2 separate regions of the Nomascus leucogenys genome follow, and region 2 is linked to region 1. The links are chromatin contacts, called in public Hi-C maps. All regions are on one chromosome and are shown on one strand. The core of a region is the stretch at or near the end of the contact, and the rest is flanking DNA. Distances in the headings are between cores, read along the strand shown. Region 1 holds the start of NPL (N-acetylneuraminate lyase). Region 2 holds the start of RGS16 (regulator of G-protein signaling 16).

What was found. Hi-C and Micro-C count contacts between places; a contact is called where the count stands out from the background.
Region 2: a Hi-C map of a lymphoblastoid cell line shows a contact between it and region 1, with 4 times the contacts expected there. The contact joins the promoter of RGS16 here to the promoter of NPL in region 1. A contact is called at or near these places in 4 of 4 Hi-C or Micro-C datasets (a lymphoblastoid cell line and an unstated tissue).

Annotation. Positions count from the first base shown.
Region 1 is chr9:32,539,819-32,545,079 of Asia_NLE_v1, reverse strand. It overlaps NPL (N-acetylneuraminate lyase), which reads left to right and starts at 1,975. Exons shown (of 13, transcript XM_030818779.1): 1 at 1,975-2,009; 2 at 3,412-3,516.
Region 2 is chr9:32,728,486-32,733,746 of Asia_NLE_v1, reverse strand. It overlaps RGS16 (regulator of G-protein signaling 16), which reads right to left and starts at 2,606. Exons shown (of 5, transcript XM_003264434.2): 1 at 2,414-2,606; 2 at 1,128-1,238; 3 at 311-375; 4 at 1-23. The coding sequence starts at 2,457.

The DNA of each region.
Region 1 (5,261 bases), core at 726-3,225:
TGCAGTTCAGCACTGAGCCTTTTGCTGCCTCTCTTCTTCTAAGCCCTACTCATTGTCTGATATTTAGCTTGGCTGTGACCTTCCCCAGTAAGACGTTTCTGGAACACCCTCCTGCCTTATCACACACACACACACACACACACACACACACACACACACACACACCACCCCCTTCAGCCCAGATTAGAGCTCAGTGTTCCTGTAATATCTCTGTACAGGTCTATCACTGCATTTACCTTATTTTAAAAGAACAATGTCTCCCCAACACTTCACAGTATAGGCTCTGAGTATCATAAGGGCACAGAGTGGATACTGTAAGAATGCAGTGAGATTCTCCCTACTCCATGCTCCTTTCTTCTGTCTTTTGTTCCACAGATGTCAGCCCTACATCAGTCTGCAGGCTGCTCCTGTCTGCTCCAACTCCCTCCCCCAATAAGTCTCTTGCACATCTAATCCCATCTTAGCATCTTCTTTTTGGTAAACACTAACAAATTATTTTAAGGAATTACTTCGCACTACCATATTTATACAAAAAGTAGTTAGTTCATGCATTTAGAATATTGGTTTGTTGGTTGACAATGTTAAGCCTAATGACCTACACCTTTTGGATATCGACATACTTAATTTTATACTTATTAAACTGTGACTTTCCAGAAAAAAAGAAACTTTCATTGTACCGTTAGGATATAAGATTCTTGTTAATACTACAAAAACCAAACCAAAACAAAAAACCATGCTGTAGCCTTAGGAGAACTTGCTTCATGTAACTAAGGGTTTTTCTTTTTGTATTTATTTATTTATTTTTTCCTGTAGGATAACATAGTGTTAAAAGCACAAGCTTCTGGACTACTTGAAATCAAACCACAGCTTAACCAGCTCTATGGCTTTTGGCAAATTACTTCAACTCTTTAAACCTGTTTCTGATCTGTAAAATGGAATGATCCTTGCTCATCTGTAATATATAAATTTATAAAACAGGACCCACCAATGGGGTTATTTTATGAATTAAATGTTAAAACGGCTAGAATGGTGCAGGCTGAGTAAGCACTGAACACAGTACTTATTAGCTATTATCTCTGGTGCTGTGTGCAATGAAAGAACTATTAGAATACATTTAAAAGCACTTTGCAAACTGGAAAGCCCTTTGAACAATTTAGTTCCTCTAAATGTAATAATAAGCATCAGCCATCGCCTTTTATGGAAAATTGAGGTGGAATCACATCAGCAAGAGAAGACTGAGGACTTGTCTCTGGCTCTGTTCCTGATTTATTCACCCAGTACATGATCCTAGAATAAGACTCCTGATACTCCTGAGAGTAGAGGCGGTTGGGTTAAAAATAATTCTCCCTTTCAAAACTCTTTCAAATGTTCTCCAAAAGAAGCCAGGAAAGCTCCTGTATGAGTAGATAATCACTTTAAAATTCGCTCATCTCTCTTTAACACGAGAGTCTGCAAGGCTGGTGCAGCGGCGTCAACCCGGAGAGCTGAATGCCGATGGGCAGTTGGGGTTCTCCGTACGCCTCGGAAACAGCAGCCCAAATCTCACAACGCAGAACCACGAGATAGCGGGAATTGCAGAGCCCTGCGCAAGAGAAGGAAAATTAAGACGCAGCGGAGCCCAGGAGGTGCCCGGACGCGGGAAGAACTGGCGTGCAGACGAGGCAGGGGGAGGTTTGCAGTCGGCGTGGCGCGGGCGAGCGGCGTGCTCTCGGGCACCCGGCCGCCAGTTCGGATGCTCCCGATCCTCGGGGAGCCGGGTCGCTGCGCCAGAGTCACTTCAGCCCACGTTGTTCAGGTGACACCCGGGGAAGAGCAGACTTCAGTGTGCAAAACGTTTCGGGGTTTCCGGGCCAGCAGTTCCGGGCGCGCCTCGCGGGCGGCGGCGCAGAACTACAACCCCCAGGCTCCCCGGCGTGGCGGCACTTGGGCCCCGAGCCGGGCGGCCGCGGATATAAAGCGCGGCGGCGGCTGCCGGGCGGAGCGGCGGCACGGACAGAGCGGAGGCCTGGGTGAGCGCGGCCCGCGGGCGAGGACCGACGGACGCAGACCGCCTGACGACCTGGACGTTCGGGCGGAGGGTCGCTGGGGCCTGACTCGCGGGTGGGTGAGACGGTGACGGACCCGGAGGAAAGGGGAAGGGCAGATACGCTGGGAAACGGATTTGGGGAAGGTGTGAATGCGAAAAGTTTAGGGACAGACGGGGGCAGAAGGACTTACTCCCCCGGATTGTTTGCAGACAGCATATCTGCCAGGTCCTTTCCTCAAAATAGAGTTAGCAATTGAGCAGAAGAGAGCTTAAAGTTAAATCTGATACATCCCCCTTCACTTTAGGAGAAATTGGTGGTTTTTTGCTTTTTTAAAAATCCCTCTTCTCCGAGTACCTGTCCCTCAAGATATTCTCTGCCCAGAGGTACATTCTGCCCCCACTTTCTGTCTCTTAAAAAAACAACTTTGCCATTTAAAAAAGAATTTGACTTGGGCAGCTTTAATTCTTTGCACTAAGTGTTCTTATCTGTGGATGGAGGTATAAGATTTCAAGAGTAATAGCCCCTCCCAATGTTTCAGTAATAATCTAAATTCACATTAAGCCTTAGGCTGGAGAACATTTGAGCCATTCGCTTTAGCTACTAGCTCTGAAAACTTCAAAGCATAACATTCCCAAGTTTATCTAAAACTTGAATCTTAAAAATATTGATAATTCTCTGTTATGCTTCAAAGCATAACATTCCCAAGTTTATTAAAAACTTGAATCTTAAAAATACTGATCATTCTCTGTTAAAGTCTTTTTTTGTCGTTTTTTTGTTTTGTTTTGTTTTTTGAGACGGTGTCTCGCTCTTGTCGCCCAGGCCGGACTGCAGTGGCGCTATCTCGGCTCGCTGCAAGCTCCGCCTCCCGGGTTCACGCCATTCTCCTGCCTCAGCCTCCCGAGTAGCCGGGACTACAGGCGCGCACCACCACTCCCGGCTAATTTTGTATTTTTAGTAGAGACGGGGTTTGGCCCTGTTGGCCAGGCTGGTCTCGAACTCCTGACCTCAGGTGATCCGCCCGCCTCGGCCTCCCAAAGTGCTGGGATTACAGGCTTGAGCCACTGCGCCCGGCTAAAGTCGTTTTTATCCCATTTCTTCCTGTAGGCGTTTCACAGTTTGAAAAGGCAGCAAACTTTTATTTAGTGTATTTATCTGTGCAAAGAAATTTTCCAAGCTGCCATTGCCCCCAGATGGCAGACAGTCTAGGAGAGGAGCCAAAACCACCCTGCTTAATAACTCTGATGTAAGGTTTTTGATGAAAAGCCAGTGTTTGGCGGAATTCTGAGGTTTAAGAAATTATTTTCGGCTGGGGTATCAGGATATCCCCTGGCTTTTAAAATGAGGGGTTTTTTTGTTTTTGTTTTTGTTTGCTTTTGTTTTTAAGCTATACCTGCTGGAATGGATAAAGTGAGCTTTAAAAGTTGATCAGACTGAAGAGATTGAAGTGAGAGAACCACAGGAACAAAGGCAAGCAGACAGACACTGAAAGGTAGGTAGGAGGAACAGCAAACAGTTTGTTCAGCTGGGCAAGTACAGTGCAGGCACGAAGATTTCAATAGAGACCCAGACCCCAGGGAGTTGGGTCTTTAGCCTACTGGCATTTTCTAAACAGGACAAAGACAAGACCAGAAATGCTGGTGTTACTGGAAGATTAATCTGACAGCTGGTGTGGATTGAAGGAGAAGAGGGATTAGGACAGTGATTCCTAACCCCTATCCTACACTCCCAACGGCCCCTTGTTTTGAATTTTTGAACTAATCAAACTACATTTGTGGTAACTAGTTTTCTTTCTTTCCATCAAAGACACATATAAAACTGCCAATTTGAGCTTCTGATGATTCTAAGAACATCAGTGTTACTGTCCTTAGTATCAAATAAATGCAGGCAAAAGCACAAGACAGCCTGAACAGCCTAGTAGTGTTGGATTTAGGAGATGTTTAATGCTGACTCAAGCTCTCAGGACTCTTATCACTTGAACCTTCTTGGGCCCTGTGGATCTGGGGTTTTGCCTATTTGTCTAGATAAGAGATAACGAAGGGAAAAATTATAAAGGCGAAAGGAGGAAAGGAGGAATAGCAGGGGAAGAAGATAACAGAATTGAAATGACTTAGTCCCTAAATAGACAAGAGTAGTGAGTGTTGGAAAGGAGGCACCAGCAGAGCAAAGATGACTGGGAAGATGATGCGGTGAGGGCATGGTAGTATTTTCTACCGTCCTATACACATCAGGCAAGACTTCATGGAGAGCACTGAACACGTACTCACCATGTGTCTAGCATTGTTGTTAATCACTTTACATGAATTAGTTCATTTAATTCTCTCAACCCTGTGAAATATAATTACTATTATCCTCATTTACAGAAAGGAAAGAGGTTACTTAATGGGCTGAAGGTCACCTACCTGGTAAGTGGTGGAGCCAGGATGCAGATCCATGAGGTCTGACTCCAGAGCTGGCCCTCTCACCCCTCTACAGTAAGGAACAAAGGAGATGGCAGGTTCCCTTTGGGCATGTTAAGTTGAGATGCTTGTGGGAGTGCTAGGTGAAGATATACAGCAGGCATAGCATCAATCTCCTTTGATGCTTAAACATCCCTCCAGGGGGGAGATGGCCTAGGTTATGGGCCTTTAAGGCTCAGAGGCTAAGTGGCCTGTTTATTGTACTGAGGGTGGTCACATGAAGCTCAAAGAATGATTAGAGCCCCATCTTATGAGTTCTTATCTTGTGTTTTCCCATGGGCCAGGTTATTGGATTCATCTTTCTAAACTTCCAATCTGATTTTAGTCTCATGTTTGAACTAGGAAATACAGAGCAAAGCTACATGCAGGACTTGGTCTTGATTTTAGGAGCAACTCTTGCTGAGAACATGTCTGTTTGCAAGGAAAGTATCATGTTGTCTTTCTACTGAAAGCAGTCAGTGTTTCTCAAGGGCTTACCTGAGCCAAGACTCTTAGGGAAGAAAAATAGAAGATATGGTCTCTGTACTTCAGAAGTTTATTCTCCTATTTGGGAAGATAAGATGAACAATTAGAAGAGCAAACAAAACAAGATAGCTCATAACTAAGTACTACATTATGTGGGTTAGATTTAAGTATAGTGGGCATTGGGTTTTTGAATGTGCCAGTAATGCCAGAACTATAGCATAACCCTTCTTGTTGGTCACCTACAGACATCACTTTATTTGCTACAAGGCCACTATCTTGTAGAATTGTCATCAAATACTATCTGATTCTATTT
Region 2 (5,261 bases), core at 1,357-3,856, 190 kb before region 1:
AGCGTGGAAGGCAGCCACTCCATCTGGGGTTGCGGGAAAGAGGAGGAAACAGGTCAGCCGGAGGGACAGCAGGGAATACAAGAAGAAAGGAAAGCAATTGCACTTAATGGCTCTATTTTTAGAACATAATTTTCTTGAACAAGGACCTGGCTTTGTATGTTGAATAGAGGCTGGCACACTAGGGGATCATTATTATTATTATTACTACTACTATTATTCTGCCCAGGCTCTCAGCAGTCCCGGGGCTGGCTCCAAAGCACATGAGTACACACGTGCCACCCAGAGACAGATACAAAAGGCTCCTACTCACTTTTACTGCTCAGCAGCAGGTCGAACGACTCTCTCCACCCCAGCACATCTTCTGAGAAGTTTCTACTAAAAGACAAAAAGAAAAAAAAGTAAGAAAAAAAAATCAACAAACCAAAGCATAGTACAAATTCTAGCCAGAACTCTGATGGAAAATTGCGTAAAATTCACAGAAAGGCTTGCTTGGTAATTGTTGAAGCTGACGCTCAAACTCTTAGTTGGACTTAGAGTAAGCAGTAGTGTTTTCTAGAGGACAATTCAGCAACCAGAAATCAAAGCCAGGGACTCTTTAGTCCTCAGTCAGTATCTCTAAGCCTGTCTCTTCTCTGTCCAAAAATTATTTCAATTCCCCTGACTCTCAAAGATTTGTTTTGTACATCTTCCCAAGGAAATAAAGGCCTCATAAATAGAGATTACATCTACACGTAACTGCAGAGTTTGGTACAGTTGATAGCCAATATGAAAGAGTTTCTAGGCAAGGTGCATGCTAGAGTCATTAATAAAAACTTCAAGTGGTCTTGGATTCTGACCTAGCCCTGGATGCATGTGCAATGAATCCCCAGGTGGGAGAGTCTGGTAACTAGGCATTCATGCCCTGTGTGCCCTCATCTGTGGATGGACTTGGAGCCCTGGAGCCACCTACCCATTCACGCAGGAGCCAAGTAGTCATAACAGACCAGCAACAAGTCCCACTAAAATCTCTAGGGAGGTGTTGCCAAGGTCCACCTAGCGTGTCCTGGCTTCTCCTTCTATTTCCCTCCTCATGACTCCCTTCCCGCTCCCTCCCTTCTCGGAGCCCTGAGCTGCTCAGCAACACTTACTTCTCTTTGCTGTGTTTACTGCCCCACTCAAACTTGCCAGTACTCCCGGTATCGCAGCCTAGCTCTGATTTGTGAAGAAAGATCCCCAGACGTGTCTTGAACTCTTTGGCTCTGAAAAACAAATCAGGAACATGAAAGCATTCTCCCATTTGCTCAGCCAGTGTGGAGAGGTTTATGGGTCCCAGAAGAGCTCTGGGTGGCGCCACCCAAACTTTAGCCTCAAGGATGCCGGGCGCGGTGGCTCACGCTTGTAATCCCAGCACTTTGGGAGGCCGAGGCGGGCGGATCACAAGGTCAGGAGATCGAGACCACGGTGAAACCCCGTCTCTACTAAAAATACAAAAAAAATTAGCCGGGCGTGGTGGCGGGTGCCTGTAGTCCCAGCTACTCGGAGAGGCTGAGGCAGGAGAATGGCGTGAACCCGGGAGGCGGAGCTTGCAGTCAGCCGAGATCGCGCCACTGCACTCCAGCCTTGGCGACAGAGCGAGACTCTGTCTCAAAAAAAAAAAAAAAAAAAAAAAGAGTTCCTGGAAACTCTTGGCTGTCTCCAGGCCCAAATTGTGCTTCTCTTATCAGCATCATCAACCCCAAAGCAACAAAAGCTATGTTTGAGCTATGCCGTGGTAGGTCTTACACTTTCTGGGTAATACACACACTGCATATATGGGCTTTTCCCTAAAGTTACACTGATCTCTCTTCGTGCCTGTTGATTCAAAAAAGAACTCAGCATTCTTTTCAGGAGTATTTCTGAACTGTGTGGGAAACTGATTCCTGCCTTCATCTTTACTTTTTCCTTCCCAGCCAGTAACGATTGGAAGCTGTTGAGTAGCTCTCTGGAATATGGACACACCCTCAACAGTGGGATCCCCCAACCCCACACACCCCACATACACAAAAAAAATCTCCCTGTCTTCCAGGGGCAGAGGAGGCAATGCCCCTAGCTCTGGTCTGAGGAATGAAAAACAAATGCTTAAGAAATGGGCAGGCTCAGTTCTGCCTGGAAATGTCAACGTGGCCTTCCTGAGCCGGGTCTTCAGCAGGTCACCTGAGCACGACTGCAGTTTGTCAGAGGATGGGGATGGCTGCAAGCAGCCGGCCCTTGCTTCCCTTCCCCTTGCTTTCTCCCTGCTCCTGGAATCTGAGCAAGTGGCATCAAGTTCGCCTCTATCTCTCTACTCAAGCCTCTAGCGCCCCATCCCCGCGCCCACCCAGGTCCCCAGGCCTGCCGCTCCACTTCCTATGAGTTGGTGGGACTTCCCCCAGGCAGTTGGACAAGCTTCCCTTACCTCTCCAGGCAGGTGGTGGGGAAGGCGGCCAGGGTGCGGCACATGGCTGCGGGCGCAGGGCAGCACGTAGTGGGCAGGATGGTGGCAGGCTCCAGGAGGCTCTGCGAGCTCCAAGAAGCAAAGGCGCGGTAGCAGGTGCTAGTCAACCGGGGTTGGGTTTAGCAGCCTGCAAGCGCCCAGACTGAGCGGCCGCTGCTTTAATCCCCTTGGAGGAGCGGGGCGGGGCTGGGCACTGCTGACCAATCGGAGGGCGGGGCTGGGCGCTGAGAAGGCGGAGGCGGGGCCCGCAGCCAGACTGGGCCGGGTGCAACTTTCGCCGCAGCTGGAGCACGCGGAGCTGCACCCTCCGCCCGGAGGACGCCGCGTGTGGAAGGAAAAGCGGCAAGAGAATTGGCACGGGGATGAGACGTGCACACCCAGTTTCCTAGGGAAAAATACCTGCCGACCTCTAGTAACAGCAAGAAACTCACGCAGCGGTGTCGTGTTGGGAGAGTTTGCACGGAGGCGGTGGGTCTGGGAGGCACACAGGGCTTTCTTTGATCGCAGGCAAGTCTGAGCCTGCTGGGTCCTGAAGGACAGGCGCACAGGGTGCAAACCTGGGCAAAACAGCATCTGATTATACTGATAAGTACCCTTTACGAGGCTCTTACCCTGTGGACACGGGGCTAAGTAAGCTCTTCTTCATCATCATCATCTCCATTTTATAGTTGAAGAAACCGAGAATCAGAAAGCTAAATAAACTTGCCCAAGAGCACAGTTGGAGATGACAGACAAGTAGGATACGGATGAGTAGTTTATTGAACACCTACTATGTGCTAGGCACATAACTAAGACTCATATTAAATAATTTGCTCAAAGACGTGCAGCTAGTAGGTGTTGGCTCCAAAATTCAAATGTGAATTTACCATTCTTTTTCCATTGCACACACACACACACACACACCCCTACCCCCCTCCACAAACACACACAAGCGCGCAAAGGTTAGTATCCGGTCATGGCTATACCTGTGGACGATCCTGGGTTTAAGCAGTTGCTACCTTATTGTCTCCATCTCTGAGATAAAGGTAATAAATGCCCTGCCTCTCGCCTCACCTTCCCATAAAGGCATTGGGATTGCTATTAAGAGGCTGTATGTGAGGTTAAGAGTACAGGGTCTAGAGTTAGATTTTCAGGTTTCAAGTCATGGCCCTGCCAGGTGACCTGCTGAAGACCCAGCTGCAGGAAGGCCACATTGACTGTTAACTGGCTACTGATGGGAGACTAGGCAAACTGCTTAACCTTTCTGTGCCTCCATTTCCTTGTCTCTACGAAGAGAACAACTTATTTCATAAGGTGGTTGTGAGAACTGAATAAATTAATTCTTAGTTTGAGTTCCTAGGAACTAGACTCGGGTAGACGCTTGCATGCAGGAGCTTTACTGGGGAGAGTTATCAGAATTCAGAGGGAGTGAAGGAAGCAGGTCTGGGCAGAGGAAGGAGTTGAAGGACATGCCATTTCAACAGAGACCCCAGCTGGTTCCAGGGAATGCCCTGAAGCTCAGCTGGCCCTTTGGAACTGTCCACTGAAGCAAGAGGACAAGGCCCTGGTAAACCCATAAATACCATTCATTGCATACAGCTGCCCAAGAAGACAGCCTAATCTTAAGGCAGTGCCCTTTGTCAAGAGCAATTCCTGGAGAGAGACTAACACCCTGGGAAATGACGATCACAGTCCCCAAGACGGGATCTGGGTGGCACAGCACAGCATCCGTGACAACATATAAGATGCTTATATGACAGTGCTCAACATGCAGTCAGCACTCAATAAATGTTATAATAGCTTTCAGTTTCACTTAATAGGGATACTGGGATTGCTAGCAATAAGGAAAAATAAAAAATGAGTTTTTTGTGCCTCTTGGAATACAGTATAGGCAGTGTATACTGAGGCACTCTTAGTTAAGTATACCTGAGGCACTCTTAATTAAGTGTACTGGAACTGGAAATAGCTGGAAATTGGACACCATCTCCCAATTCCTGAGCTAGTACTTTCTCCCGCTCTGATAAAGAAAGCAAAATAAACGGTGCCAGGAGCAGTGGCTCACACCTGTAATCCCAGAACATTGGGAGGCTGAGGCGGGCAGATCACCTGAGGTCAGGAGTTCGAGACCAGCCTGGCCAACATGGCGAAACCCAGTCGCTACTAAAAATACAAAAACATACCCAGGCGTGGTGGTGGGTGCCTGTAATCCCAGCTACTTGGGAAGCTGAGGCAGGAGAATCTCTTGAACCCAGAAGGTAGAGGTTGCAGTAAGCCGAGATCACGCCATTGCAAAAGAAACAAAGGAATTGATGCACAGTGCACAGACCAGCAAATCTGACAGCACAAAGCTCCCTACTCTAGATGAACGGCCCTCTCCGAGTTCAACCTGCCTCTTTGTTGCCATGGTTACCTCTTCAGTTTCTAGGCAGAAACTTTTTGAAGTTCACAATTTATCCCAAATTCTCTTCCCAGCAGGTCGGTTCATATCCGCAGTTTCAGTAATGCAGGATGACTCGACAGTTGCTGTAAATCCAGCAAGTTGAGCTCGCTTATGAATTGCACTGGCTTGGACAAAACCTGACCTCATTTTTGCCCAGCACTCCCAGAGCAGCTGTGATCTCTTTAATGGATGGCTGCATGGGGGCATGGCTCTGCACCCTGGGTCATCTGGGGTCAGCGGTCTGGGCAAAGCTGTAGTCAAGATTAAATGTCCCACAGCATCCCAGCCATATTGCCTTTCATCTCCTTCAGCTCCCAGCCCCCAGCACTACGCTTTCCATGGAGGCAGAAGTCTAGGTGGGGATCTTTGTCTACTGATAATGGTAAGGGA